Regions from separate parts of the Macaca mulatta genome. Here region 2 is linked to region 1. A link is a contact called in public Hi-C data. All regions are on one chromosome and are shown on one strand. Each heading gives the region's core, a stretch centred on a gene start, on an enhancer-like site or on the middle of the called end of the contact. The rest is flanking DNA. Distances are from core to core; before and after follow the strand shown. Region 1 holds the start of ODC1 (ornithine decarboxylase 1). Region 2 overlaps GRHL1 (grainyhead like transcription factor 1).

Evidence for each region. A called contact is a pair of places that touch in the nucleus more often than the background predicts.
Region 2: a Hi-C map of cortical neurons shows a contact between it and region 1, with 4 times the contacts expected there. The contact joins the enhancer-like site here to the promoter of ODC1 in region 1. A contact is called at or near these places in 5 of 14 Hi-C or Micro-C datasets (cortical neurons, fetal cortex germinal zone, fetal cortical plate and 2 more).

Annotation. Positions count from the first base shown.
Region 1 is chr13:114,363,839-114,369,131 of T2T-MMU8v2.0, forward strand. ODC1 (ornithine decarboxylase 1) reads left to right here and starts at 2,892. Exons shown (of 12, transcript NM_001198686.2): 1 at 2,892-2,999. It overlaps LOC114671773, which reads right to left and starts at 2,744. Exons shown (of 2, transcript XM_077960146.1): 1 at 2,266-2,744; 2 at 357-2,112. The coding sequence starts at 2,744. The coding sequence ends at 2,286. It overlaps LOC114672021 (small nucleolar RNA SNORA42/SNORA80 family), which reads left to right and starts at 4,273; the gene lies at 4,273-4,406.
Region 2 is chr13:114,837,295-114,843,081 of T2T-MMU8v2.0, forward strand. The region is part of intron 8 of GRHL1 (grainyhead like transcription factor 1); the gene reads right to left. Among named protein-coding and RNA genes, the nearest start is that of GRHL1, 23 kb to the right of the region's middle. Within about 2 kb of position 3,092, at least 9 of the 40 cell types and tissues checked have an H3K27ac peak or open chromatin away from gene starts, as enhancers often do. A contact at or near this core is called in cortical neurons, where this site is marked.

The DNA of each region.
Region 1 (5,293 bases), core at 1,642-4,141:
GCACTTTAGGAGGCCGAGGTGGGCAGATCACTTGAGGTTAGGAGTTCGAGATCAGCCTAGTCAACATGGTGAAACCCCATCTCTACTAAAAATACAAAAATTAGCTGGGCATGGTGGTACGTGCCTGTAATCCCAGCTACTCAGGAGGCTGAGGCATGAGAATCGCTTGAGCCCGGTAGGCAGAGGTTGCAGTGAGCGGAGATCACTGCACTCCAGCCTGGGCGACAGAGTGAGACTCTCAGAAAAATAAAAATAAAAAAGAAATCTCATCTCCACATGACAGTGATTCCTAAGTGCGTGGCATCACGTATTTTTACAAGGATCTATTGCTTTTTTCCAAAGAAAAGAAATAGTAATGGAGAGGATGAAGTTTACTGAAAATACATTGAAAGACAATAAAGTCATGCATTTTGATTAAGGCCAGGTTTAGTCACCACCACCTGAGCTTCTGGAATCCAGTTGAGTGGTTGGGTTTCACCACTCAGGCCTTGCTGTCCACAGTCCTGCTGCCCAGGGCCTCTGCGGGTCTTCCTGCAGCCGCAGAGCAGAGCTCTGGGAAAGCAGCGGGACTACTTCCCTCCTTCTATTTTCCCTGCTGGGCTGTCCAGGCAAGGCCTCACCTTCCCAGCATGTGGGCAGGAGTTTGGGCTTTGGGGTGGGCTAGCAGGAGAGGAAGGTATGTGGGCGACAGCAGTGTGAGTGGCTTGTGTGTGCACCAGTCGGAGCCCTCCTGGCTCCCTGGATCTGGAACTGGAGCGGCACCGGGATCACTTCCAGGTCCCTTGCACTGGAGCGGTGGGCGGCAGCAGGGACCGGAGTCGGCCCGGCAGGGCCCACGTGGCCAACACACCGGTGCTCCAGTTCCAGTTAATGTTTCTATCTGGCCACCCCAGGCTGCTAGGGGAACCCTACCTGCCAAGACATCCAGGCCCTCTGCCGGGAGGCTGCATACTGGGCAGTGTTGGGAATGACTGGTTGGTAGGTGTGCCAGGAAGCTGGGCAATTCTGGCAGTGCAGGACACTTCCGGAGTGTGAGGAAAATTGCGTCGTTGGAACAAAGTGTTTCCTCACAGAGAAGCACAAAGTCCGCATCACCACAGAATCAAAGATGTCCCATTCAGCGCTGGAGCTATAACGTTCTCTCATGGGTTCTGATGGTTAATCTCATCAAGAATTAAGCTTGTTAAGGGTGGAGCCACCCCCACCCCTCTAGTCCGGGCGGGTGCTCAAGGACAGATAGGGCGGACCACCCCCACATCCCTTCACATAGGAAGAAGACTCACTTCTGCTTACGGCTCGCGTTTGCCCTCTTTTTGTTTCTGTGGAAGTCGCGCCTGCTCCAGGAAGAGCTGGATCATCCATTCATTCATTTATGCATGCATTCATTAAACAGGTATTCACTGACTGTACCTCAGACCTGGCTTTGGATACCAAGGAAGTTTTTCAAAAACCTCACAGGGCTTTGTGGCTATAAAGATATCTATGTAAGGATTCTTGGGTTATCTGAGGCCCAGAGAAGGGAGGTAACTTGTCCAAGAGAACACAGCAAGTTGGGGGCAGGGCTGGGCCAGTGCTCTGAGCTCCTGCAACCCCACCCCTACCCACCCAGGACTAGATCTAGATCTACCCTCTCCTCTCTTTAACTCTTCATCGGCCACACTCCGGTCAGTCGAAATCCCCACCCTAGGGAGAGACATAACCTGTCTGGATTGTCCAAAATGGTAAAAAATGAAAAAATGAAAAAGAAAAAAAAAAGTGTCCCCAATTCAAGTCCAGTGCCTGCCTGGTGGGGGCATTCCAGCGTGGCCTGGGGTGAGTGGCAGTCCACCTCCAGAGGCATCCCCCGGGCGCTCCTAGGGACTCGAATTTCCCACGCGGCTTTTTGCCTTATGTATTCACTGTTAGACGTTTTCGGTCAAAGCATTTTGGGACTTCCGTAACTGTCAGAGCGCGCCAGGGAGCCGCCCTTAAAGATACCTAGTTACTGATGAATTCCATCCGGTAAAGTAGAGGGTAGTGGGCGGCTTGGGGGTTCAGGACCCGGCTCCCCTCACGCTCCTGGGTGAATCTCTGGCTTCACAGGGGAAACCACCTCCGCAGGACAGGACCCATCTAGTTACAGGACACCGGATGTTACAAAGACGAGGCTTCCAGCGTGGGGGCGTGGGGGAGGCTGCCAGCCGTGCCCCCAGCGTGCTGGCGACCCCCGGGACGCCCCTTCCCTCCCGCGCCTCTGCTCCCTCGCTGGTGGGAGCGGAGCTGCACCGGGATCTCTTCCAGGTCCCTTAGCACTGGAGCGGCGGGCGACAGCACGGTCGAGTCGGCCCGGCGGGGCCCACGTGGCCAGCACACCGGTGCTCCGCTCGCGATTTCCCTTTTCCGCTCTCGGGCACGAGGCACTGAAGGCCAGGTGGAAGCACAGCTGTGCAGGGACAGTCTCCGCCATTCAGCGGCCGCGGGCCGGGGCCTGCGGCGTCGTGCGCGTGCGCGGACCAGTTCCAGGCGGGCGGACCGCCGCAGGGCGGGGCGGGGCGAGGCCGCCGCAGGGTGGGGAGGGCGGGGCGCGAGGCCGGGGGCGGGGGCCACGCGTGGGGCGGGCGGTGCTCGGCTCCGCTGACGTCGGCCCGCCAGCGCCCCACCAGCTCCTCGCGGGCCTGGGTTGGCCACCGCCGAGCCCCCGCCCCTCCCTCGGCGGCGTCCCGGCCGGAACCGATCGTGGCTGGTTTGAGCTGGTGCGTCTCCATGGCGACCCGCCGGCGCTATAAGTAGGGAGCTGCGCGCCGTGTGGCTTTGTCAGTCCCTCCTGTAGCCGCCGCCGCCGCCGCCCGCCGCCCCTGTGCCAGCAGCTCCGGCGCCACCTCGGGCCGGCGTCTCCGGCGGGCGGGAGCCAGGCGCTGACGGGCGCGGCGGGGGCGGCCGAGCGCTCCTGCGGCTGCGGCTCAGGCTCCGGCGTCTGCATTTCCCCATGGGGCTGGCCCGCGGCGCCCGGGCGCTCTGAGGTGAGGGACCGCCCGGCTGCGGAGGAAGGGAGGGAGCGAGGCGGGAGGCGGGAGCCGGGGCGGGCGGCGGGCGGCGGGCCCCGGGCACGTGTGCGGCGCGCCTCGCCGGCCTGCGGAGACACGTGGTCGCCGAACGGGCCACGACCTTGGGGCGCCGCTTCCTCCCGGCCCGGGGATCTCCCGCGGCTGGATAGGGGTGACCCGGGCGCCGCGTCCTGCCCCCGTCTTCACAGCTCGGGGCTGGAGGGGCCTGGCGGAGACCCTCCCAGGGATTCTGCGTCTCCGCGCCGTCCTCCTTTCCCAACCCGTCGGCGGCCGCGCGCGGGCCGGGGAGCCGTTGAGGAGGCCCTGGCGGGCGCGCAGCAGGTGCAGGGGCGCAGAGCCCGGACTCGCCTCGGTACAGACGAGCGGGGCCCCGGCCTTGGCGCCTTCAGTTTCCTTCCAGTTTTTATTTTCGCTGTGTCTACAGAGCAGATGACACCAATTTGGAAACCCGCGAGTGTGGGTAGAGCTAAGATAGTCTTGTAGTAGCTGTGATATTAGCTGCTCGGCCAGCCATGACTTAGAGGTGTTTATTTAAGGACTCTGAATGACTCGGTGATCTCGGAAAAGCTTGGCTCAGATGAACGGACGTACACAGGGGAGCCAGCCCTAAGGTTTTCAGAAAAGGCTGATTGTGCTGTTTGCGAACCCGAAATAATTGGTGAAAGTGTAGAAGGCAGAACCTCTCAGGAATGTCTGGGGAGGACAAAGAATGTGTTGGCTGACTTTGTTTAAACATAAAATTGGGCAGACTTTAATTGATTTGTGAACATTTTTTGAAAGTTTGTTTGAATTAGCCGCTCTCTCTTCTAACATTACCGTCTTGTGCTAATTGATTCGCCATTTTAAATAGCTGTTACAGAAAGACCAAAAGGTGCTCTTCAGTAAAATATATTCAAGTAAGTTACTTAAGTAACGCTTTAAAAGATACAGAAAAAGCAAAAAAGTGTTGGCATATTAAAAAGAAATCGAAACTTTCCAAGTTTAGGCCTGAACATTGCCTTAAAAATATGTAACAAGGCCTTAAATGACCCCGTCCGTGTCTGCGTAAGCCTATTTATTATTAAATTGTAAATATTCTTTATATAAACAATATATAACCATTTCTATAACAAAAATGGTTTTGCTAGCGTTGTTACTCTCTTGCCTTCTCCGAGGGGTGATTTAGGCAACTTCCGAGGTTGACACTGCCGAGTAGTCACAATAGATAGAGCTTTAAAGCAAATTCCATGCATGGGTTTGGATTTATGACAGGCCCGTCCCCCTGGGCCTGTCATAGTACCCCATGCCAGAGCAAACTGTCCCCGAACCATTGCCTGGCCTCTGTGCCTGTAGGCTGCTGGCACTGAAGTGGGTTGCACAGTGGAAAAGAAGAAAGCTCTACCTGCAGAAATTTTTAAAGGTTAAAATAAATAATTTTAAGAAAACTGGTTCACCAGTGTGTCACATTTGATGAAATCAAAATACAGTGGCTTTTATTGTTACTAGCGTGATGTTCTTGCTTATTTTTCTTATTGGTGAAGTTAGCCCCAAATTATTCTCATAGCTAAGCAAATATGAGAGTGCCTGTAAGAACAGTTGGCATTCCGGAATTGCTAAACTTGGTAGGCAATGCTGGTTTCAGAATACTGAGTTCTAGCCGGGCGCGGTGGCTCACGCCTGTCATCTCAACACTTTGGGAGGCTGAGGCAGGCAGATCACCTGAGGTCGGGAGTTCAAGACCAGCCTAACATGGAGAAACCCCGTTTCTACTAAAAATACAAAATTAGCCGAGGCCCGGGTGTGGTGGCGCATGCCGGTAATCCTACCTACTCGGGAGACTGAGGCAGGAGAATCGCTTGAACCTGGGAGGCGGAGGTTGAGGTGAGCCGGGATCACACCATTGAACTCCAGCCTGGGCAACAAGAGCAAAACTCCGTCTCAAAAAAAAAATTTTTTTAATTTAAAAATTTTTAAAAAACTGAATTCTAATTAGGTAACAGCAACTGTAATACAATGTGATAAATTGACTTGAGGATTACAGTTTTTAAGAAGTATATACCCAGCTAATACCTGAAAATTAACTTGTAAAATCTCAAATGCTCCAGACATTTCCATGATGCCTGTTGGTCAGTAAAAATCATTCTAAGACTTAGTGGAAGTAGGAAATAGCAAGATGTTTGTATGGCTGTATATAAAGGCTATAATGTAATCTCATCACTTTGGAAGACCCAGGTGGGTGGATCACCTGAGGTTAGGAGTTCAAGACCAGC
Region 2 (5,787 bases), core at 1,842-4,341, 470 kb after region 1:
TTTCTGTAAAGGGCCCGATAGTATTTTCACATCCGTGGGCCACATGCAACTACCCAACTCTGCAGTAATAGTATAAAAGTAGCCACGGATATGAGTGTGGTGGTGTTTTGATAAAACTTGATTTATATAAACAGGCAGCTAGCTGGCCCAGCCTCAGAGGTGTCATCTGCTGACCACTGATCTAAACCATCCTCTAAGTTGCTTGGACATTAATTTATCCTTACATCATCATGATGGAGTAAACAGGGAGGAGGTGTATTTCTCTGTTTGTAATTGAGTATTTCCACTTTCCGCATAAGTGACTTCCTGGCAAGACATCCAGTGTGTGCTGTGCCCATGCATCGCTCCCCTGTGGAAACACACTGTCCCTATCAGCACAGCCCACGCTCATGGAGGGACCAGGCAAGTTCTGAGGGAGAAGTGCAGCTTCTGGGGAGCTTCATGGTCAGGAGGCGGCCTTCTTTAGTCTGCAACTAAACAGTTTTGTTTAATGTTAAAAACCTGCTGGCATACATATAAGGCGAGTGTAGAAACACAAGCCAGAGCTCTCCCTTGGGTCCAGTGGGAGCAACAAGATGGGCACACTTTGTTCCTCAGTTTTAACACTTTGCATGGATTCTACCTAATGGGGAGCCCCGAGTGAGCAAGAGCACAGGGCTATTCACCCAAATCCAGGTAAAACCAGGCTCGGACTGTTCCTATCCTGCAGACAAATAGTATCAATGTGATTACAGAAAACACTCCACTATCTTTACAGAGGATGGGAAAGAGGTAAAAAGTACGATGAATGAGGACACATCCAACTCCTCCTTTATAAAACATATGGGAGTGCATGTATACACACACACACGCTTAAAAAGCCCCATTTCAGAATCGGAGTAGGCTGAAGATTTACAACCTTCCTTCTCTAGAAAGATGTGAAGATCTCTGACATAAAACTTTAAGAACTCAAAAGATGACCTTTTCTGTTTTCATGCTTCCCACTTATTTTGAGAGAAAACATTTGTATTCAAATAATTAGAACATTAATGTCAAAAGATGAGCAACTAATATTATTCCCACCCAAATTATTGGAAGAGAAAAAAACTAACCACAAACATAAACTGCTGAACAATCCAAGGTGCTCTACAAGATTCCTTTTAAAACGTCTAGCCCATTTTTCTAAGGACAGTTCCTCATTCCTGACCAATAATTTATGCCCTTAGAATGTTTCAAAGTATTTAATTTTGTTTTCAAACCTCAGTTTGAAAATGAGAGGAAAACAAAATAAGATGATTTAAATGATCAAAGGATTAACTGATACAGACTTTTATTCTAAATGCTCTCAAGCACGGAAACCAACAAGAAATCAGATCTTGAATTTATAATGATTCCTCCAGGAAGCACTGCGGCAGCCACATCAGCGCTGTTCACACTTGGCTGCTTCCGCCAAGTTAGTCCTCAAAGAGAAAACAAGGAGGAAAAAGACAAAACAAAACAAAACAAACAAACAAAAAAACCCACTGTGCTCAAAACAGAGATCACCATCAGAGGTTCATTTCACAGCAGGTATAAGGAAAGTAACTGAGAATCAGTTTTATAAAATCCCCAACTCACCCACTCCTTTTGAGCTTTATCATCAACACTACAAACCAAGACACAATTCCAATAAAGCATGCTAACCGTGTAGTCTAAAGAGAGTAGTCAGGAATGTGAACTTTAACAAGTGAATTTAATTTGTGGAGAGAAATGCACTTATCCTCACTGCCTACCCTAAAAACATTCACCTTTCACAAGAATATCACACAGCGCACAGTCTCTGGCTATCAGTATCTTTAAACTCAAAAGAGACGGTGTCAAGCTGTGACTGAGCCTCAGGCTTTGAAGATATAGATGGCAAAAGACACACAGTTAAACAGGTGACAAAGCCAAGGCCAGGACCCAAGTCTCCTGATTCCAACCTCAAGGCTCTTTTCTCAAAACCACACTGCAACAGTGACAAATAGAAAGCCAGAGAAGTACCTTGTGGAAAAATTGTTTGGTGAAGTAGACGAACGTAGAGAAAAGGGCGAACCCCGAATGGTTCTGAGCAGGTTGCTTTTTGGTCACGAGGCATGAAATTAAAGGTCTCTGCATTTCGAACCACAGAGCTAGGCTGTTTCAAACTTCCTCTTTGACTTCACATAAGTCATGAGTCTAGCTGGTGACGTGGCTCCATGAGACAGCAGCAGCGGTCGTGGACACAGGCCCAGTTGCCTCTGGGAGTCTTTATCACTTTAACCCATCCTAGTATTTAAATTCAATTTAGGGCCGGGCGCAGTGGCTCAAGCCTGTAATCCCAGCACTTTGGGAGGCCGAGACGGGCGGATCACTAGGTCAGGAGATGGAGACCATCCTGGCGAACACGGTGAAACCCCGTCTCTACTAAAAAATACAAAAAAAAACTAGCCAGGCGAGGCGGCGGACGCCTGTAGTCCCAGCTACTCGGGAGGCTGAGGCAGGAGAATGGCGTAAACCCGGGGGGCGGAGCTTGCAGTGAGCTGAGATCTGGCCACTGCACTCCAGCCCGGGCGACAGAGCCAGACTCCGTCTCAAAAAATAAAATAAAATAAAATAAAATAAATAAATAAATAAATTCAATTTAGTCAAACGCCGCATAATATCATTTCAGAAAGTAATCAATCTACTAAATTGAATGTAGAAACCCTAGGGAAATTTCTACTTTAATTCTCTAAATCAGTGAAAAAGATTGCTCTAAGAGAGTTAATAGAAACCTAACAACCAAAATTAAAATGTGAGGTCCATAATGTAGTTATTCTAACCCCAAATCCAACAGCACTAAAAGAGAATGAAATCACCATTTTCTAAGACATTTATATACAGTTATACAATTCAACTGAAGCCAGGAGAGTGGGAAATAGTTTAACAAATCAAAGTCAGATTGTTCAGGAACATTTTACTAAGTATGATATGGCAGACACATAATCATCATAGCATTCCTTCCCCAACCCAAAATAAACAAACAAACACTGATGACCTTCCTTCTCTCTGGGCCTTGTGGTCCCCTGCTAGTCCTCCATCTGTGTGGGCTCCATTAATTCATGTGGCCCAAGAAGATATTGGGGACTGAGTCACAGACTCAGAAGCAGAACCCAGTCCCACTCAGAGAACCCCAGCATGCCTGCTCTGATGGTGGGAGGAGACCAGCCTATCCCAGGGAAGAATGCTACCCCCAAGAAATAAAAGACTTCCAGTGGCAGCCAGCATTTGTGTTATTTCTCAGACTATCCAATCACCATCAAGGAAAAAGAAAAAGAATTGGCAGGAGGCGGGCAGGGAGGACAGGGATGTGGGAATAAAGAGGCACTAACTTGAAATCTTCCCACATCTATGTGGGGCGTTTCCCTGAAGAAAAACAAGAACGAGTCAGCAGCCTGGCTGTTGCCTCAGCACCACCTTCCCACACCGCCCACATATGGGCTTGGTTTCTGTGGAGTGTAGGGAGCCAGGGAAAAAGTCACAGAGATAAAAAGAGAGACAAAAAAAAAAAAACCCAAAAAAAACACACCACCACTGTGGAGGTACCTGCACACTCTTCTCCCGTGTCACGGTCCTGTAAGCAGGACCTGGTGAACCTAAGGACACTTGGCATATACAGTGATTTGGCACCTGTTGTCCCAAGTAAGTACAGTGTTTGTTCTGAAATATGCAGAACTGGATGCAGGTGTGACACAAGGCACACAGGCCACATTCCATCCTCACCAGGCACGGAACAGGGCAGGCAAGCCCATGGGCCAGAAAGGAAGAGCTGGCGGGCAGGCTGCCTTCCAATCAGAAGTTCTCTTTCATTTACAAGGAAAAGCTAAAAACAAAATCCCTAAGTTAATGTAGGGAGTGCCCTGTATTTACTAAAGGATTGAGGGTCTTGCGTGCAGAAGAGCTCCACATAAAAGAAATCTGAACTCCAAGGCCCCATGCTGCCTTGAAACTGCTGTGCTGGGTAAGTTCAGTTACTACTAATGATGTCAGGTCACAGTCAGGCTCTCTGCTTTAGTTTCCAAGTAGCAAAACTGGTTGAAAAGACAGCTTGAGAAAGCTACCACAGATAGAATTTCCAGGAAGGACCTAGGAGAAGGAGGGTTAAGGTGACAAGCTATCAAAAAAGAAAGTTTTATAGAGGAGTCAATTGTTTCTTGACAGTGGCAGGGTGGAGGAAGGGGGAAAATTCAACCAAAAAAAAAAAGAAAAAGGAATTCAAGTAGCAGCCCAGATGCAGGCTACACAGACATGGGTGCTTGAAATCCGTTTCACAAGACGCAAGTTTCACTACCAAACTACAGCTTTCTTCAGCTGCCAAGTCCCTCCCTGGTCCAGAGACAGCTTCCGCTTGGCCCTTACCCCCCGGCCTGCGCGATGACAAATGTACGCTTCGTTACCTGTGGATTCCAAGTTCTACCGTGGTTCGATGGACTTTATTTTACATCTGCATGGAACATGTCTTCAAGCCAAAGTCCAACAGACTTAGCTTTAAAAAAAACGAGAAGTTTCTAGGAGAAATCATCCTCACAATCACCCCGAAAACAGCAGCTTCGTCAAAGAAAAATGTCCAATTGCTAAATAAAGACTTTATTCTATATCAGCTAATTAAAGGCATTCTCTACAAACTTCCAATCGAGGAAGTTTTCTTGTTATTTCCAATACTGATCAAGCTACAACTCTAAAAACTACTCATTCCGTATAAAGGAATGTGACTATCTCGACTCTGGTACAAAACATTTCATTTTTTCTTTTAACAGGTATGTATTGTTAAACTGCGTAAGAGAAAACCCCTGGGATCAAACAAATCTCAATTCAGAAGCCTCCACGGCTATACCTTGGGTTTTCCTTGGGGTTTAAGGATAGAAATGCATGAATAATCCAGCTCAGTCTAGTCAGCTTCGTGATCTGCCTAGACACTAAAAGCCTCTTCTCCTGCATTTTAAAAGTAACAGTGCTTCCTGACATCTTTTTCTACTTAGGCCAGGGAGTATACCTTTAGTTTTAAATCTCCTGTCTTCATTTAATTGCAATTGCAAGTAGGATGTTTGACTCACTTCTCTCCCCCCTCCTTCCTCCCATCACACTGGAAATTTAAAGTTGTGAAACAAACCAAACCTGTCCCTGCCTAATGGAACCAAACGTGGCAACACCTTATTTTAATGGCACACTTGATGGGTGCTTCACTAGAATGGAATCCTTCTAAATGCAAGCAATATGTTCAGTCCAAACAAACTAAAAATTACTCTCACAATGAATTCCAAATATTAGGCTTAGACAAAACAACAAACTTATTAAACTCATAAACCTGCATCCCAGAAGCAGAAAGACTTTCGTTCAGGTTACCAGGATGGTTACACCCCCCTTTTACAGAATGGACTCTACAAGCCTCAATAATCCCTCACCAAGAACTCTATCGGCTTTTGCCGAGACAAGGAGACAAAACAGAGAGATACTGATTTCCCATCCAAACACAGACTCCCCCACAGAAAAGCTTCTTGGTACTTAGCTGGGCTCCAAATTCTACTTTAATCCTCTTTCCTTTGTAACATGAGTCTTTCCATGACATAAACCATTGGACTCTGAAGGACAACCCTTCCAAAGGCCTCAGAGTTCCTTCTTAGAGCTGATAGATCATAATTAAAAGCAAAAGCACAGCGTCCTCTGATTTGACAGGGTTTTCTTCCCCCAGGAAACAAGGCTCTCTGATTTTGTCCTGTCTCTGACTGCCCCTTCTTCTTCTCCACAGGCTGAGACACCACACTGAAGGGA